Regions from separate parts of the Mus musculus genome. Here region 2 is linked to region 1. A link is a contact called in public Micro-C data. All regions are on one chromosome and are shown on one strand. Each heading gives the region's core, a stretch centred on a gene start, on an enhancer-like site or on the middle of the called end of the contact. The rest is flanking DNA. Distances are from core to core; before and after follow the strand shown.

Evidence for each region. A called contact is a pair of places that touch in the nucleus more often than the background predicts.
Region 2: a contact with region 1 is called in a Micro-C map of the G1E-ER4 cell line. The contact joins two enhancer-like sites. A contact is called at or near these places in 12 of 484 Hi-C or Micro-C datasets (the G1E-ER4 cell line, the HL-1 cell line, the N1E-115 cell line and 3 more) and 1 of 115 datasets of contacts at active chromatin or transcription factors (embryonic stem cells).

The regions. Positions count from the first base shown.
Region 1 is chr1:170,507,608-170,515,570 of GRCm38.p6, reverse strand. Nos1ap (nitric oxide synthase 1 (neuronal) adaptor protein) reads left to right here. Exons shown (of 10, transcript NM_001109985.2): 2 at 885-956. Among named protein-coding and RNA genes, the nearest start is that of Gm46171, 29 kb to the left of the region's middle. Within about 2 kb of position 4,575, at least 14 of the 459 cell types and tissues checked have an H3K27ac peak or open chromatin away from gene starts, as enhancers often do. A contact at or near this core is called in the G1E-ER4 cell line, where this site is marked.
Region 2 is chr1:170,618,211-170,626,173 of GRCm38.p6, reverse strand. No RefSeq gene overlaps it. Among named protein-coding and RNA genes, the nearest start is that of Olfml2b, 22 kb to the left of the region's middle. Within about 2 kb of position 3,028, at least 45 of the 459 cell types and tissues checked have an H3K27ac peak or open chromatin away from gene starts, as enhancers often do. A contact at or near this core is called in the G1E-ER4 cell line, where this site is marked.

The DNA of each region.
Region 1 (7,963 bases), core at 3,326-5,825:
AGGTCAGTCTCAATTAGATGGTGAACCTGTCTCAAAAAGCAATAAAAAGTCCAATTGAGTACTTTTTTTATAAAGCTAATATTAGTCCATTCTTTCTCCAGTCAGGAACTTAACAAAATGTTGGTGGTCTACAATATGTCTAGAAATAACTCAATAAAATTCCAGTAATTAAAAAAGAGTAGCCAGATGTGGTGCTTCAGGCTGCACAGTCACAGCACTTGGGAGTCTGAGGCAGGAGGCGTGCTGTGAATTCAATTACCAGCCTGAGCTACAGAGTGAGTTCCAGGCCAGCCTGGGTTTAAGAGTGGGGGCTTGTAAAACTACAAACAAATCCAAAACAGAACAAACAAAACAAAACAAAACAAAAATCCCAGACAATAACACCAAAAGTGTCTATTTTTCTCTTAGTGCATTTATTTTTGGCAAACACTTTTATTATAAGAGTTTCTTTCCCTCTCCCTGTCCCCTCTCCCTCTCCCGGTCCCCTCCCCCCCCCCCCCCCCGTGTGTGTATAATTTATTTGCTCTTACAGATGAAGAAATTGAAAGGGGAAAAAGAAAACTGCTCTTACCATGTCCTATAGGCAGGGTCAGAACTCTACAAGGAGCCTTTCTGATTCAGACGTCTTCTTACCCAAACACAGGGCTTTGCTACATTAGGAGCAAGATGAAAATGGAAGCAGCCATTTCTGGTTAGCTGCCTACTTATTATTAAAATCTAGAAACAATTTCAAAAGCAGATGATAGCCCTTGGGATTGTAATTTCCTCCTCTGTAAAATGGGAAGAGAAACCATGTGGCCTCAAAGTTTTTGCACCCTTGACATTCTGTGACTAGGGACATTGCCTCCCCGCCATCTCATTTTCTCTTTGCTTCTTTTCTACAGTACGTGGGAAGCCTGGATGTGCCCAGACCCAACAGCAGGGTTGAGATCGTGGCTGCCATGCGCAGAATCCGGGTGAGTGGTCAGAGGTGGGGCTGTGTGCGGATCCATCCGTAACTCAAGTTTCCTTGCTGTGGGCCTGTTCGCCAGAGCCGAGAGAGGCAGAATGGATGGCTTTCCCATTCCAGCCCCAGAGCCCATATTCCTGTATCGTTGGGGAAACTATTGTGAACTAGGGCCAAAGGTTGCGGCTGAATAGCAGCATTCTCCCTCATCCGTGTCCTGCAGCGCTTCCAACTGAGACGCATGCGCTGAGGTTGGCTAGTAAAGGAGACTGGCAAATGTTGAGCAAAAGTTTAGCAAGCATCTAGTAATTGATCAAAACATTTTAAAAGGGTAATTTGTTGTGTTAAAAGGGTAATTTATTGTGGTACAGGATAGAGGATTTTACGACTGGATATGAGATTCCAACAAAATTTCCTTGGTCAGCTGTTTGAGGCTTCGGGATGGGTAAGCTTTGCGCACTCATTCCCCTTCCCCTCCCTGCGACCCTGGAAGAGTTTGGTATGTGTGGCAACCTACTGCCGTCTGACACTGGTCCCTGGAGCAGGGATCGTGAAGGAACTCGGTCGGGAGCTCTGAACCGGAACCGAACTGTGCATTTATGTGGAGGTGGGCTTGGGATTGCTCAGGTGTGTGGCTTCTTCTTGTGTCACGGAGGGAGTGTAACCACGTTTGCTGTTAGCTTTCTGCGTCCCTCATTGATACTTCCGGCCTTTGAGCCTTTTCGTCTTTACCACGTTGACTTTACTGAGACTGTTCTAGATAACAGTCCCTGGAAATAAGGAGATTTGAAGGACTTTCATGAGAGTAATTCCGCTGAGTAGTCACAGCATTAGAGGATCATGCCATGTCATTTTCTAGACTAGCGTGAAGCTCAAAGAAATATTGAGGAGTGCTGGAGGCCCAGGAGTGTGTGACCTGAGTCCGTTCTATCACTTCCTCTTGGTCTCAAGGAAAAGCTGCACATTTTACTCCCCGTTTGGCCGGCTGGGGCTCGGTACTTCTGGGCCGCTTTACTCTCCCTTTTGCCCTCCTGCATGGATAGAAGAAGCAGAGGCCTTGCGTTGTGCTCCCTGCTGTGATAGAAAGACTGGGACTGGAGCTACCCACACTCGGTGTCCACCAAAGTTCTCTGTTACTCACGTTTGACTGATGGGGCAGAGAATGGCTGTTGCTGATATTACCATCATCCTGAAAGCATTATCTTTACCAATAGTAATAGTTGCTTCCATGCTGGATGCTTTTTTTAGATGTTTTGATATTGAATAGGTTTTATTATTATTTATAGCTACTTTAGATGAGGTGAGGATATTGGCATTATATTTCATGGGTGAGACCTGGAACCTGAAGCAGTCTAAGTATTTCAGGTCAGGTTACTGTTGACCGGCAGCTTGCGGGGGGGGGGGGGGGGGGAGGGTGTCATACCCAGCTGTGCTGTGGCCCCTGGTGTCCTGTGGAGGGGTCGTTGGAATGCTGATTGTGATTCTTGACCTTAATTGGGTGGAACCAAAGGACTGAGACATGGCACCTTCCCAGAAAGGGGGAACTTAAAATGGGCAGAGGCATGGGAAAACATTATCTGGAAGCTGGGGCGGACCAGACAGGGTATGGCACCAGTTGGTCTTGGGATCTGCAGGAATCTGAGCCTGGAATGTGGCAGGCTCCTCTCCCCTCATTACCTGTGAGCTGTGCCAGCTTCTTCCTACAGCCCCCTCTGTGGAAGCTGCTTCCAGCACTTAATGAGCAGCTCATTACATTAGAGGGAGAAATTAATTGGTCAGAAAGTTGTTTGGGCTGGCTGTCCAGTGGCTTGTGTGGACTGGCTGCCATTAGTAGCAAGCGCTCTGATTGTGTGTCTTTTCCCCCCCCCCCCGCCCCCCATGCCCCACAATTCACTGCTAGGTCCAGGCTGCTATTTTCTTCTTTCTCTTTGCCTTTCAAAAGCTGTTTGGGCTGTAATTACAGCTGTCAAGAACTAGGGCATGGGATTTCTGTGTAAAGGACTACAGCTGACACTGTCCCTTTATGTTGAATGGTGCCAGGCTAATACTGGATAGGACACTGCAGATTTTGGTTGCTGGGTGCTCTGCTGGGCTTAGAAGCCCCAGACCCCAGGGCTTGGCCAGAGCAGTAGGTAGTCCTGAGAGCAGCTATTGATAAGGACCACAGAGGCTTACAGGTGAGATGTGAGTGTCTTGCCAAGGCCGGCCTGCCTGCCTGCCTTCCTTCCTTCCTTCCTTCCTTCCTTCCTTCCTTCCTTCCTTCCTTCCTTCCTTCTTTTCTTGCTTCCTGAGATAGAGTCTCACTATATAGCCTAGTCTAACCTTGAATTTGAGATCTCTTTGCCCTGTGCTGTGGTACAGGTGTGGGTCACCATGCCCATCATTGCTAACCTCTGTAGCTTTCATCTTCTGGTCCTCTCTGGAGAGCTGTGTTGTGGTGTGGCAGTAAAGATTCCTATGTTTCCTAAAGGATGCATGCAGGGAGTGAAGGGCTCTGCTCGACCCCGAACTCAGTGCTCTTAGTACTTGGGGCTCTGGTTGGAGGATGCATTCTTGCTCATCTCCAGCCCCATGCCCCAGTGTGGACTTGGTTAAATTTACACTCCATCTTCAGCTGGAATGCTTCCTCTGCCCTCCCTTCCTCTTCATTTGGTTTCCCACCTTCTCCACATATTCTTTTTTGAACTTATGATGTCCGTCTTAGATACTCTTTATTTTTCTCTTTTTAATCTGTTTCTAAGAAGTGGATTGTAACTGTGCATAGCATTAGGTTTTCCTTTTTAAAGGCAGACAGTTCAGTAGTTCCGTGTATCCTTACTGTTGCATCTAGGATCTCCAGTCTTTTTTTTTTCCCCTTTGTGTAAAACTGAAACTCTGTATCAATTAAATACAATCCCCTCTTCCTTGATTCCCTAGGAGTCTGTCTTCCTACCTTCTGTTTCTGTGATGATTGTGACCACGTTACAATGTCATGAGAATGGGATGATGCAGTATTTGTCCCCTTGTACTGACATGTCTTCCTAGTCCATCTGTGTTGTATAGTGGCAGTATTTCCCTCCTTTCTATTACTTGTGTTATTTTGTATGGACAGACCACATCTTTATGTATTCATCTACTGATGGTCACTTGTTTCTATCTTTTAGCTGTTGTGAATAGTTCCGTGAGAACATGGATGTGCAAATGTCTCTTTCAGAACTTTCTTTGATTTTTTTTCTTGTTTATATACTCAGAAAAGGGATTTCTGGATCGTAATGGTAGGTTAAATATTTGAGCTGGCATCTCATTAGGGTATCTAGTCTGGTCTTGAACTTGTGACCATAAATGATCCTCCTTGCCTCAGCTTCCTGAGTACCTGGGACCGTAGGCATGCCACTGTGCCTGGCAGTAGCTGGGTTCTTTGAGGAACTTCCAACACCCTTTTCATAGTGGTTTCATTTTGCATCCCACCAACAATGCACAGCAATACATACTCTGTACATCATTAGTAAAGTGAAAAGAAGCCAAGGAAGTGTGAGTGCAACTGGGAGATTAAACCCAATTTATGGGAGACAGGAAAGGCTTTGTACAGAGAGATAAGCCAGTGATGACAGGTGCCACAGCTGGATGGCTTCTAAGATATGGCTGTCACAGCTCTGAGAGGTCTGGTCCTGGAGGAAGGTACCACATCCTGTCACAAACATCTTTGAATCTTCAGTGTCTAATATGAGACCCAACTACCCCGTGTCCTTTGTTCCCAGATACCAACACCAGTCCCTGCTGCTTCACTGTAGTCTCCTTGGGAAGGGCATTCTGGATAGTCAAGAGGACTCTCAACAAGGAGTAATGAGAGTTGGGCTTGAGTCTTCCCCTTGACTTAATGTGTGACCTTGGCAAAGCAGCTGACGGCTGTTAATCTCAGCTTCCTCATTTATAAAAGACAGCATGCTACTTCTCATCCTGTCTCTCTAGTGCTGTTGTCAGATCTGGGATGGTGCGTGAAAAAATGCTTTATAAACCATAAAGGGCTATTTATATTCATTGCTATCATTTTTTTATACCTTTCCTCTGGGTTTCAGAGCATTTCATACATGCAGATAAATACCCTGAGACTTCTAGCTGCTTTGAACAGCCAGCTGCTGTATCTAGCTGCTTTTATCAGTTAGTCTCTTTAGTGAACACATTCCTTCCTTGGGGAAGCCATCTTGCATGGCTCATCTTGTCCTCTTATGCTCCTGCCACGACATCCCCATCACTGGTGGCATAAGAATGACTGTATTTCTAGTGTCCACCATGTGACCCCCACTTCCCATTGACCTCTTTGACTAGGGGTTGGGCACATTCTAGTCTACACTGCAAACTGCTTCCAAAATGGTGCAGAGTAGAATCAAGATTGCTACATAGCATGCTTTGATTTCTCTAGTGTGGCCGCACAGGAGGGGTAGGTAGTCAGTAGATTGGCAACCAGGAACTGGCCATGTCCACCTCCTCCTCCAGCAGCTACCATTTTTGCCAGTTTCCCTGAGAATTTTTCTTAAGGAAAACCAAAGGATGAGAAAATCTGAAAGGCCCTGGGTGTTTTTTCAGGAGGGCTTACATTGGATGCATTCTTGGTAGCTTATCATGGGCTGGTGGCTTTGTGGAGCTGATGACTGGAGCCATGGGTCCTGTCTGCATGCCCCTTTTCCCCATGGCAGAGGGCTTCTACTGTGGCCTTTTATCACCTTGGACCTTTCTCCTGAGTAGCTTGCCTTGGTCAACAGTGGACTCTTTTCTTATTATGTTTTCCTCTTTTTGTCGGAGTCTGCAAGTACCACCTCTGCTCTGTTAGCTTGGCCATGCCACTTCCCAGGATGTACGAACCAGGCACAATGCAACTGCTTAAAATAACTCTAACTTCTCATCCTATAGTTCTGGGGAATCAAGAGCCTGAAATGGGGAGCCACCAAGGCACTGTTAAGCCTGCTTTCTGCTTTTCTGCTGGAAGCCCTAGAGAACAGTCTGTTTCTTGCTCTTCTAGCATCCTTGTAAGTGGAACCAACCCAAGGTCCACTGAGCACATTCTATGAAGCATGCATACATAGACACGAGCATCTGTGAAGGTGACCCAGAATGCCATTATAAACGGACAACACGATGAGATATTCTTTCTTTATCATTGTTATTAATCTAATTGCATGGTTTTCGAATTCAAACTTTTCACATCGCGACACCGTGTCACATGTCACGAGGTTGGATATGCCCAGAGGTTGCCCATGATTTTGGCAAGTGCCTCCTGTCTGTCTTCAGGGCCAGCAGGGCTGCCACTGTGACCTCTGCTTCCCATCACTGCATGGCGTCACATTCTGTAGCCTCACTGATAGAAACCTTTGTGATCCGCTCTCTCTCATCCATTTTCTCCCAAGACTCCCACAATATTTCCCCGTCAAGATTCATCCTCTCATCTAAAGTGTCATGTGATATATATATATATATATATATGATATTCTGTCATGTGATATGGCACCTTTAAAGGCTTGAGGGGGCATTATTGTGCCTATCCCAGTGGATTAGAGGCACCAGGCTCTAGCAGGGATTGGGAAGGTCCTTCCACTTATGGAAAGTTTCGAGTACAAGATGAGGCCGAACTAAAGTCAGATTGTGTTTCTTCTGCGTGGGATCAGGGGACTTTGGACAAGGTTCTTAACGTGTCAGTCAATGTTTGATCATGAGTAAAATTGATATGATACATTTTCTGTAGCTAGATTTTACCAGATAATAAGTGAATGCATACACAACACAAACAGATGTGCCTGACACGTGGCCTGTGTACCCAAATGATAGTTGCAGGCTGCAGCTACAGTTCAGTGGTAGACTTTACTAGTACGCACAAGGATATGGACCCTAGACCACAAAAACAAAACAGCAACAGCAAAATGCCCTGTCACTTGTATATCTGTAATTCCAGTGTTTAGAAGGCAAAGATGGGGATCACTAAGTTTGGGGTTGGCCTGCTCTACTTATTGAGTTGCAGATGAACCAGGTCTACCTAGTGATACTGTGTCTCCACGAACAAATAACACACACACACACATACACAAAGCAAAACCTCCTAAAAATACCAACACCACCCCAACAAAACCCCCAAAAGCGTCCTTTCTAACAACGTCCATTGAGAGCAGTGATAAGCAGCCGATAACCCTTAGCTTTTATTAAAGATATGAATTTATTTGCTCTGAGACCCGTTGATTTTTTTAAACCAGTTTGTAGATTAATGTTTCTCAGAGTAGGATCTCTTGAAATATCAGGTTATCTTCATTTAGTGAGGTATTTGAGAGTTCTCTGTAAGACTTTTCAAAAACTGTGTTTTCGTTTGATCCTAATGTGAACAAAGTAAACTAAGCTCATCGTCCACGCTGGTACAGCTCGTTAGCTTTTAGCCATCACTACTGAGAGTGCCTGTTGTGTCCTCCAGAGTGGGCAGTCTATGCCTCCTCACTGTTTATGCTCTACAGGAGAGCAGGATGTCTCTTCATGTGTATGGGATGAATTCTCTTAAGGCAAATTGGTCTGTGCATCCTTTGCAGAAGTAGGAGCTAGGAATTAAGACTTCTGTAGAGTCTAGACAGAAGGAAGTAACCCGGAGTGGAGCTAGCACCTGCGTGGTATGCAGGCTGCATGGAGGACTGGCAACAGACATGCTCCTGGCATCTCCATTTGGGTTGCTTGCAGAAAGAGTTTGGCTTTGCTGCTTTTAGTATCTTTTCTGACTTGTTGGTACCTGTGCTGGGTACAAAATATGAGGCCAGTGATGGGCCATAGGAATGACAGTACAAAGACCCAGCTAGGACTTAGCTATCAACCATTGACAATACAGAGCCACCTTCACACACTGCACCCCAGCACTGACTGTGGTCCTGGTGGTGGACGTTCTGAGTATCACTACTGATTCTGCTTGGGCTGGGCACCGGAGAGCTCGGATAACATATCCACTGTGTATTCACAGAGAGGTGATTTCAGTGTGAAGTCTGACTTGTTTGAATTTATTGGTTATATAATATA
Region 2 (7,963 bases), core at 1,779-4,278, 110 kb before region 1:
GCCCAGACTACTATACCCAGCAAAACTTTCAGTTACCATAGATGGAGAAAACAAGATATTCCATGACAAAACCAAATTTACACAATATAAATCCAGTCCTACAAAGAATAATAGATGGAAAATACCAATACAAGGAGGGAAACTACACCCTAGAAAAAAAGCAAGAAAGTAATCTTTCAACAAACCCAAAAGAAGATAGCCACACAAACATAATTCCACCTCTAACAACAAAAATAATAGGAAGTAATATCTGGACTCAATCCCCCAACAAAAAGACATAGAGTAACAGACTGAATACTTAAACAGGACCCAGCATTTTGCTGCATACAGGAAACACATCTCAGTGTCAAACACTACCTCAGAGTAAAACATCAGAAAACAATTTTCCAAGCAAACCATCCCAAGAAACAAGCTGGAGTAGTCATTCTAATATCGAATAAAATGGACTTCGAACCTAAAGTTATCAAAAAAGACAAGGAAGGTCACTTCATACTGGTCAAAGGAAAAGTCTACCAAGATGAACTCTCAATTCTGAACATCTAAGCTCCAAATGCAAGGGCACCCACATTCATAAAAGAAATTTACTAGAGCTTAAAGCACACATTGCATCCCATACAATAATAGTGAGAGACTTCTACCCCCACTCTCAGCAATGGACAGAGCATGGAAACAGAAACTAAACAGAGACACACAGTAAAACTAATGGAAGTTATGAACTAAATGGATCTAGCAGATATATATAGAAATTCCATTCTAAAGCAAAAGAATATACCTTCTTCTCAGCACCTCATGGTACCTTCTTCATGGTATTAAATTGACCATATAATCGGTCACAAAACAGGCCTTAACAGATACAAGAAGATTGAAATAATCCCATGCACCCTATCAGATCACCTTGGACTAAGGTAGTTCTTAAATACCAACAAAAACAGTGGAAAGCACACATACACATGGAAGCTTAACAACGCTCTTACTCAATGACAACTTGGTCAAGGAAGAAATAAAGAAATAAATTAAAGGCTTTTTAGAATTTAATGAAAACGAAGATACATCATACCAAAACTTATGGGACACAATGAAAGCAGTGGTAAGAGGAAAACTCATAGCTCTGAGTGCCTCCAAAAAGAAACTGGAGAGAGCATACACTAGCAGCTTGACAGCACATCTGAAAGCTCTAGAACAAAAAGAAGCAAATACACCCAAGAAGAGTAGAAGGCAGGAAATAATCAAACTCAGGGCTGAAATCAACCAAGTAGAAACAAAAAGAACTATACAAAGAATCTATAAAACCAGGAGCTGGTTCTTTGAGAAAATCAACAAGATAGATAAACCCTTAGCCAGACTAACCAGAGGGCTCAGAGACAGAAAATTAATTAAATCAAATTAATAAAATCAGAAATGAAAAAGAAATATATGTTAAAATAATTATTCTGTTTGTTGAATATTAACAGTTGAAAATATTGAAATCATGTTCTACAAACATCATGGAAATATTATTGATAATTTTTGTCACTGTGCTTGAAATTAGCATTTTCTTAATGTTTAACTTCAAAGAGTTTTTGCTATTTTGAAATTTTAAAATATACTTACTGATAAAATAATTTCTCTCCTAGAAACACTGATAATCTTTTTTAAGTAAACTGATTATTAGACAATGTACACAGGTATATAATGTGTTTTAAACACTCGCTCACTATGTCAGGTGGTATCATATAAGGGCTTTTGAATATATTTCTTAATGTTTCATTTTTAATATTTTATGCTCTTTTACTATGTTAAATTCCCAAGGAATATTTTGTATGTTTTGAAACAAATTAGATAATGTTTTCAACATTAGATATAGGATCCTCAGTTATGGAGAGTGTTAAATGTTCATTAATGATATTTTTAGGGTATGAAAGGATATGAATATAAAAGTTGAACAAATCTTTTATGTATTACTTGATTCTCAAAATACTCAATATTATTAATATGATTGATGTATAAAATGCATTTAAATAATAAAAAAATTTAGGAAAAAACAAAAACAAAACAACAAAAAAAGATTATAGAACTAAAGGCCTTGAACTAGATTTGTATGCAAACTCTGAGTAAATTACGGGACACTGGTTGATGTCATAATTGGCTGGTGGTGAGAGAGACAAGAAATGCTGCCCCTGAGGGAAACTGTCTTAATGGTCACCATAAAAAGCTAAATAAAACAGCCTCAAGCAGATTGAGCTGATATACAAAGAATTTAGCTACCCTGGAAAGGATAATTAAGGTGATGCAGTTCTTTCATGCAAGCACTTGGGAGGCAGAGTCAGGCAGATCTCTGTGAGTTCAAGGCCAGCCTGGTCTACATAGTGAGTTTCAGGCCAGTGGGGGCTACAAAGTAAGATCCTGTCTCAAAAACAAAGCAAAGTTTAGACTATTGCTAGAGGAAGCTATTGGCATACTCTCACAATGTAGTATTCTGAATGTTCCACATCTAACAAAAATATTACTAAACACAGAGAGGAGGGTGGAGGAAGAGGGAGGGGGAGAGAGAGAGAATATCTATGATTCATCATCAAAAGGAGCATTAGTCTGAGATGTGGTGGCCAAACCTCTAATCCCAGAACTTGGGAGTTTGAGGCCACCCTGAGCTACAGAATAAGACCTTGTCTCAAAAGTAAAAAACAAACAACGCAAAGCCAGTCAATAGAGATGAAATCAGGTAATCAGAAAAAAAAAAGTAGATAGTGTAGCATTTAACAATGAAGGAAACCTTAAAATTTTAGTGTAGGGGCTGGAATATGGCTGAATTGGCAGCACATGCTATGCTTAAAAAGGCTCTAGGTTCAATGCCCCAGTACTGAGGTGGGGAGTGAGAAGGGGCTGGACCACCAGGAAGGTCATTGCTTTGGTCTGAGCTTCTAAATGTGGCTCCAACATCCAGGGTAAAAGTGAAGATGTAACAGCTCACGTCACACTCAGCTGTATGTCTGAGCAACACAAGAAGTCAGGGTCAGAGCGATAACAACTCCATTTCCCAAACAGGGCAGTTGCCGTTGGCAAGATAAGAGAGTGTTTCTGACGCAAGCCATCTAACCAGGCAGCTATTTTTAGTGCATGCGTGCATGTGTGCATGTGTTGTCTGCCTGTCCTCTCTCTCTCTCTCTCTCTCTCTCTCTCTCTCTCTCTCTCTCTCTCTCTCTCTCTCCATTAATATACTTACCTCTGTTTTAAAAAATGAAAGTTATCTGACTCCAGAGGGGAAAAAATAAGGCCTTTAAATATATGTAATTTTGTTCTCTTACAGATGGAAACTTAGTAATTTTTTTTTTCATTTTTAAATGTTGTTCTTTAGGCTCTAGTGATATAATAATTCTACTTTTTTTCCTTCCCCTCAGGAGTCAGGTAACTTCCTTTTTTTTTTTATGAACAACATTTAAAAATGAAAAAGAAATAACTAAGCAACATTCTAGGTACTATAGACAAAATGGCGAATAAACTTAAAAATGCAGCAATAAAGACTGTCTAAAATCTCTGTCAGAGGAAGAACTTGGGGTTCAGGAAGGGCAACAAAATAACCAATGAATTTTCCCAAACACTGCGAGCCCCAGGATAATAGCCAGGAGCCAAGCATACCCTGAGCTGGAGCCACATGCTGTGGAGGAGAAGTATCTCAGATAACTGAAAATTCTCCATGTGGATGAAAACCATAAAACTAATGATCTGAGATGCTGAATGAAGTCCCAGCAGAGGAACACATACATATGCACACCAGACAAAAGAATGTGATAACTACATCAGAGAATAGTAAACAGAAAATCTTGAAAGTAACAACCAGAAAAAAGACACTGCAGCGATACAAAGTTGGGTTGTTTTTGTTTTTGTTTTTGAGATACTGTCTTATGTGTCCCAGGCTGGCCTTGAATTCTCTTTGTGGTTGAAGGTGATCATGAACTTCCAATCTACCTCCCAACTGCTAAACTAACAGGCATGAAACCCTTCTTGCTTTAAGGTTGAAAGATCCAAATTGCTGCTCATGGTGTCTCACACTTGTAATCCCAGCATTCAGGAGGTTGAGGCAGCAGGATTGCTATGAGCTTGAGCTTAGCCTGGGCTACATAGTGAGACTCTACGACAAAAAAATAAAATCATAAGAGCTGAAAGAAAAGGAAATTTTGCTGGCATTTGATTTCACCAGAATTTTTAATCTTAGTATTTTCATTCTGAAAATATCCCAAAGGTCATGTGTAAGATATTCTGAAGTGTGTAAGGCTTCTGTGGTTTTAGGGTTCACACTCACATTAGCACTTACAATTGTGAGAGTCCTGGTGATAAGCTAAATGATAGTGCTTGATTCTATGTTATCTTTTGTAATAGTGCTTTATCTGGGGATCCAGCCTAGGGGTTTGTAAGTGTTAGGCAAGCACTCTACTCACTGAAATATGTAGAGGAATTTAATCCAGCAACATGGCTCCTCTGGCAAGGAATTGCATCCAAAGACATTCTAGGTCTGTATGATCCATACAGACACATCACTCACCTTTAATTCCACATGCCCTTAATACTCACCTTTAATCCTAAAAAGTGTAGGTAAGGTTAGTTTGTAGAAGGAAGCAGCCATGTTCGAAAGTGACATATAATTGAAGGACAGACAAAGTGCTGAATCAGAGAGAGATTTGACAGAATGAATCAGAGATTGGATTCTTCCAACTCTCCCGAGAACAGGCAGGAAAGAGAGGCTACTTAAGAGCAGCACAGAGTTAGTCAGGGATTGAGGGAAGTCCGGTGAGTGCAGTTCAGTTGAGTTCAGTTCAGTGCAGTTTGGTACACTTTGGTTGAATGCACTGTGCAGTTCTGTTCAGTTCCTGCAGTCAGTGCAGACAGCACATTTCAGTTTGTGGAATCCAGAGGCAGTTTTTCCAAGCAGAGCAATTCAGGGGAAAGCTGAGAGAAGCCAGTCTGAATCAGTCAGCTTGGAGAGGAGTTCTGAGCCAGAACAGCTGAACTGAATCAGCCAGCCAGAGTTCAGAAAGAGCAAGAAAGGGTAAGTTTATTCAGCACTAAGCCTCTAAGATGACAGTTATATCTGGCCAATAAAAGTTACATTTACAGAGCTACATCCTCAGCCCCCAACCAAGTTGCCTCCAGCTTCTGATAATAAACAATACAAGCTAGGAGATGATATAATACATGACTTAAGGTATAAAAATCTGTATTCCAATCTAAAATTCTGTACTGGCAAGGACAAGAGTGAGAAAGACAGGGTCTCTTTGTCTCTCCCTCTCCCTCCCCCTCTCCCTCCCCCTCTCCCTCCCTCTCCCTCCCCCTCTCCCTCCCTCTCCCTCCCCCTCTCCCTCCCCCTTCCCCCTCTCCCTCTCCCTCTCCCTCTCCATCTCCCTCTCCCCCTCTCTCTCTCACAAACACGCACACACAAAGAGAGGGGGTGGGGAGCAATGACTAACATGTTTGAAGGTTTTGTGACAAGCTACCACAAGGTTCTGGAAGGAAGGCTGCCTTACCTCTCTGTTTGGCTTTCAAAGGAAAGCAGCAATCTGGTATGCCTTGGTTTGCATGAATGATAACTGTATCACTACAGCCTCTGCATCCACTGCCTGACATTCTCCTCTTGTTTTCTCTCACAGGAGGGGTCCTTAGTAATATCATTTTAACTATATTGACAAAGACTATTTCCAAATAAGCTAACATTCTGAGTTCCTCCTGCTGGGTATCAATTTGGGAGTGAGGACACCATCAGCCTCATGTATCTAAAAGAACAAAAATGGAAATGAAGGTGAACTATAAAAACTTCAAAGGAGTAGTCAATTATGAGGATTCAGACAATCTCTTTGAACATGAAGAACAATGGAGTTAGACATCATAGAGCTAAGCTGGCTGGGTTTGGGCATTTTCCTGAGAAGATAGCAGTTTGGTTACTCATGCATGCCTAATACTCATCTTTCATCTCTTATCCAAGTGGTTTGTCTTGTGGTAGATAACCCTGTCTGCTGCTCAGAGTTGTTTTGATGGGCTTCAGCTACTGTGGTTGGTTCCTTTTCCTTGCCAGATAGTTATAGGAACAGATAATGCACATCTGGCCAATGAAGCATAGTAGGAGAGCCTAAAATAAATAATACACACACTCAAAAAAACAAAAACAGCCCCCAAATAAAATCATTATGTGTGTGTGTGTGTGTGTGTGTGTGTGTGTATTTGAGCCAACCAATGCACATGTACAAATGCCATGGTGTGAAGGTGGAGATCAGAGGACAACTCTTGGGAGCTGGTTCTCTCCTTCCATCACGTGGGTTCTAGGGACTGAACTCAGATCTGGCTTGCCTTTGTCCGTTGAACTATCTTGTCCCCAGATATCTATAATTGTCTGTTAATTATCTTTCTCTTGGCCACAGGGTTATCCTACCCCTTATCAATTATACAGCTATTAATAAATGTCTTACCAAAACATCTTGCCTATAGGTGATCATGTAACCTATGACATATGTATCTGTGGAAAGTGAGATGTGTGCAAGGCTTGTATTGTGATAGTACTTATGTTGTCTTCATGAAAGATCCAAACTGCTGCTCATGGTGACTCACACTTGTAATCCCAGCATTCAGGAGGTTGAGGCAGCAGGATTGCTATGAGCTTGAGCTTAGCCTGGGCTACATAGTGAGAATCTGCCTACCACAAAAATAAAATCATAAGAACTGAAAGAAAAGGAAATTTTGTTGGCATTTGATCCTCATCAGAATTTTTAATCTTAGTATTTTCATTCTGAAAATATCCCAAAGGTCATGTGTAAGATATTCTGAAGTGTGTAAGGCGTCTGTGGTTTTAGGGTTCACACTCACATTAGCACTTACAATTGTGAGAGTCCTGATGATAAGCTAAATGATAGTGCTTGATTCCAGGTTATCTTTTGTAATAGTGCTTTATCTGTTTATTGGTTTATTTATTTGACACAGAGTCTTGCTCTATAGCCCAGGCTGGCCTCAGCCTTATAGCAATCCACCTGCCTCGACTTGACCCCCGGGATCACAGGTGCTCATTACCACACCAGGTGTAGTACTTGATTCTTCCTGCATTGGTGATCAAGTCAGATATGTCCTAACATCTAAATGACAATGGCCTACAGCTGTTGTGACTTTGCTGCCTTCTTTGAACAGTTCAAGGGCTAAGGTTTCCTTCTGCAATAATAACTTAGGCTGTAAACTCAATAATCTTTTCTTTAGCATAATACATCATTCATATGTTTAAAGGAACCTTCTAAAAATAATATTGATGCAAATGTGTGGATTACTGCCAAGTTTAGCATACCTGGGGATAATTCATTTCTTCCTCATCTTCCTCTATTTGAACTACTAGAGTTAACTCCCGTATACATTGTTGGACTATGCCGGTGTACAGTACCAAGCACAGGCTAAAGTCCTGAAATCTATAGCAGTGTATTTTTTTGATTATATTATATATTATTTGATTATATTACTGACCATATGTTTGTGTTCCAGATGATGCCGAGTATTCTTTTTGTTGTGTGCTTTGGCTTTAAAACTGAACTGGAAGCTTGGAAGTTCAGGAGTTTTTCAAAGTTGGATTGGTACCGACTGGCTAAGCTGTGATGGGAAGGGATGTACACCAGCGCCCCAGTGTGGTGTCATACCAGCTCATATATCTGCTTGTCTCCCGTGATTATTGCATAAAGGTTTACATTCTAGTGGCAGCAGTTGGCCAGTTAACTGTGCATTAGAAGACATCGATTTAGAGAGATTTAGAGAACAGGCTGCTCTTCCAGAGGACCTGGGTTTGCCTCAAAACAAAAATCTCATCAATGGAAGCTGTAGTGTGACACACAGTATACCCGTTGGTTCACACAGTTTTACTTGCAAATGGTCATTGCAATGGGTCACTGGTGTGGTTCAAGGCCTCTGGCTTCTGCCACACCATCCATTCTGGATCCTTACTGAGATTGCTCTAGAATATCCTGTTGTT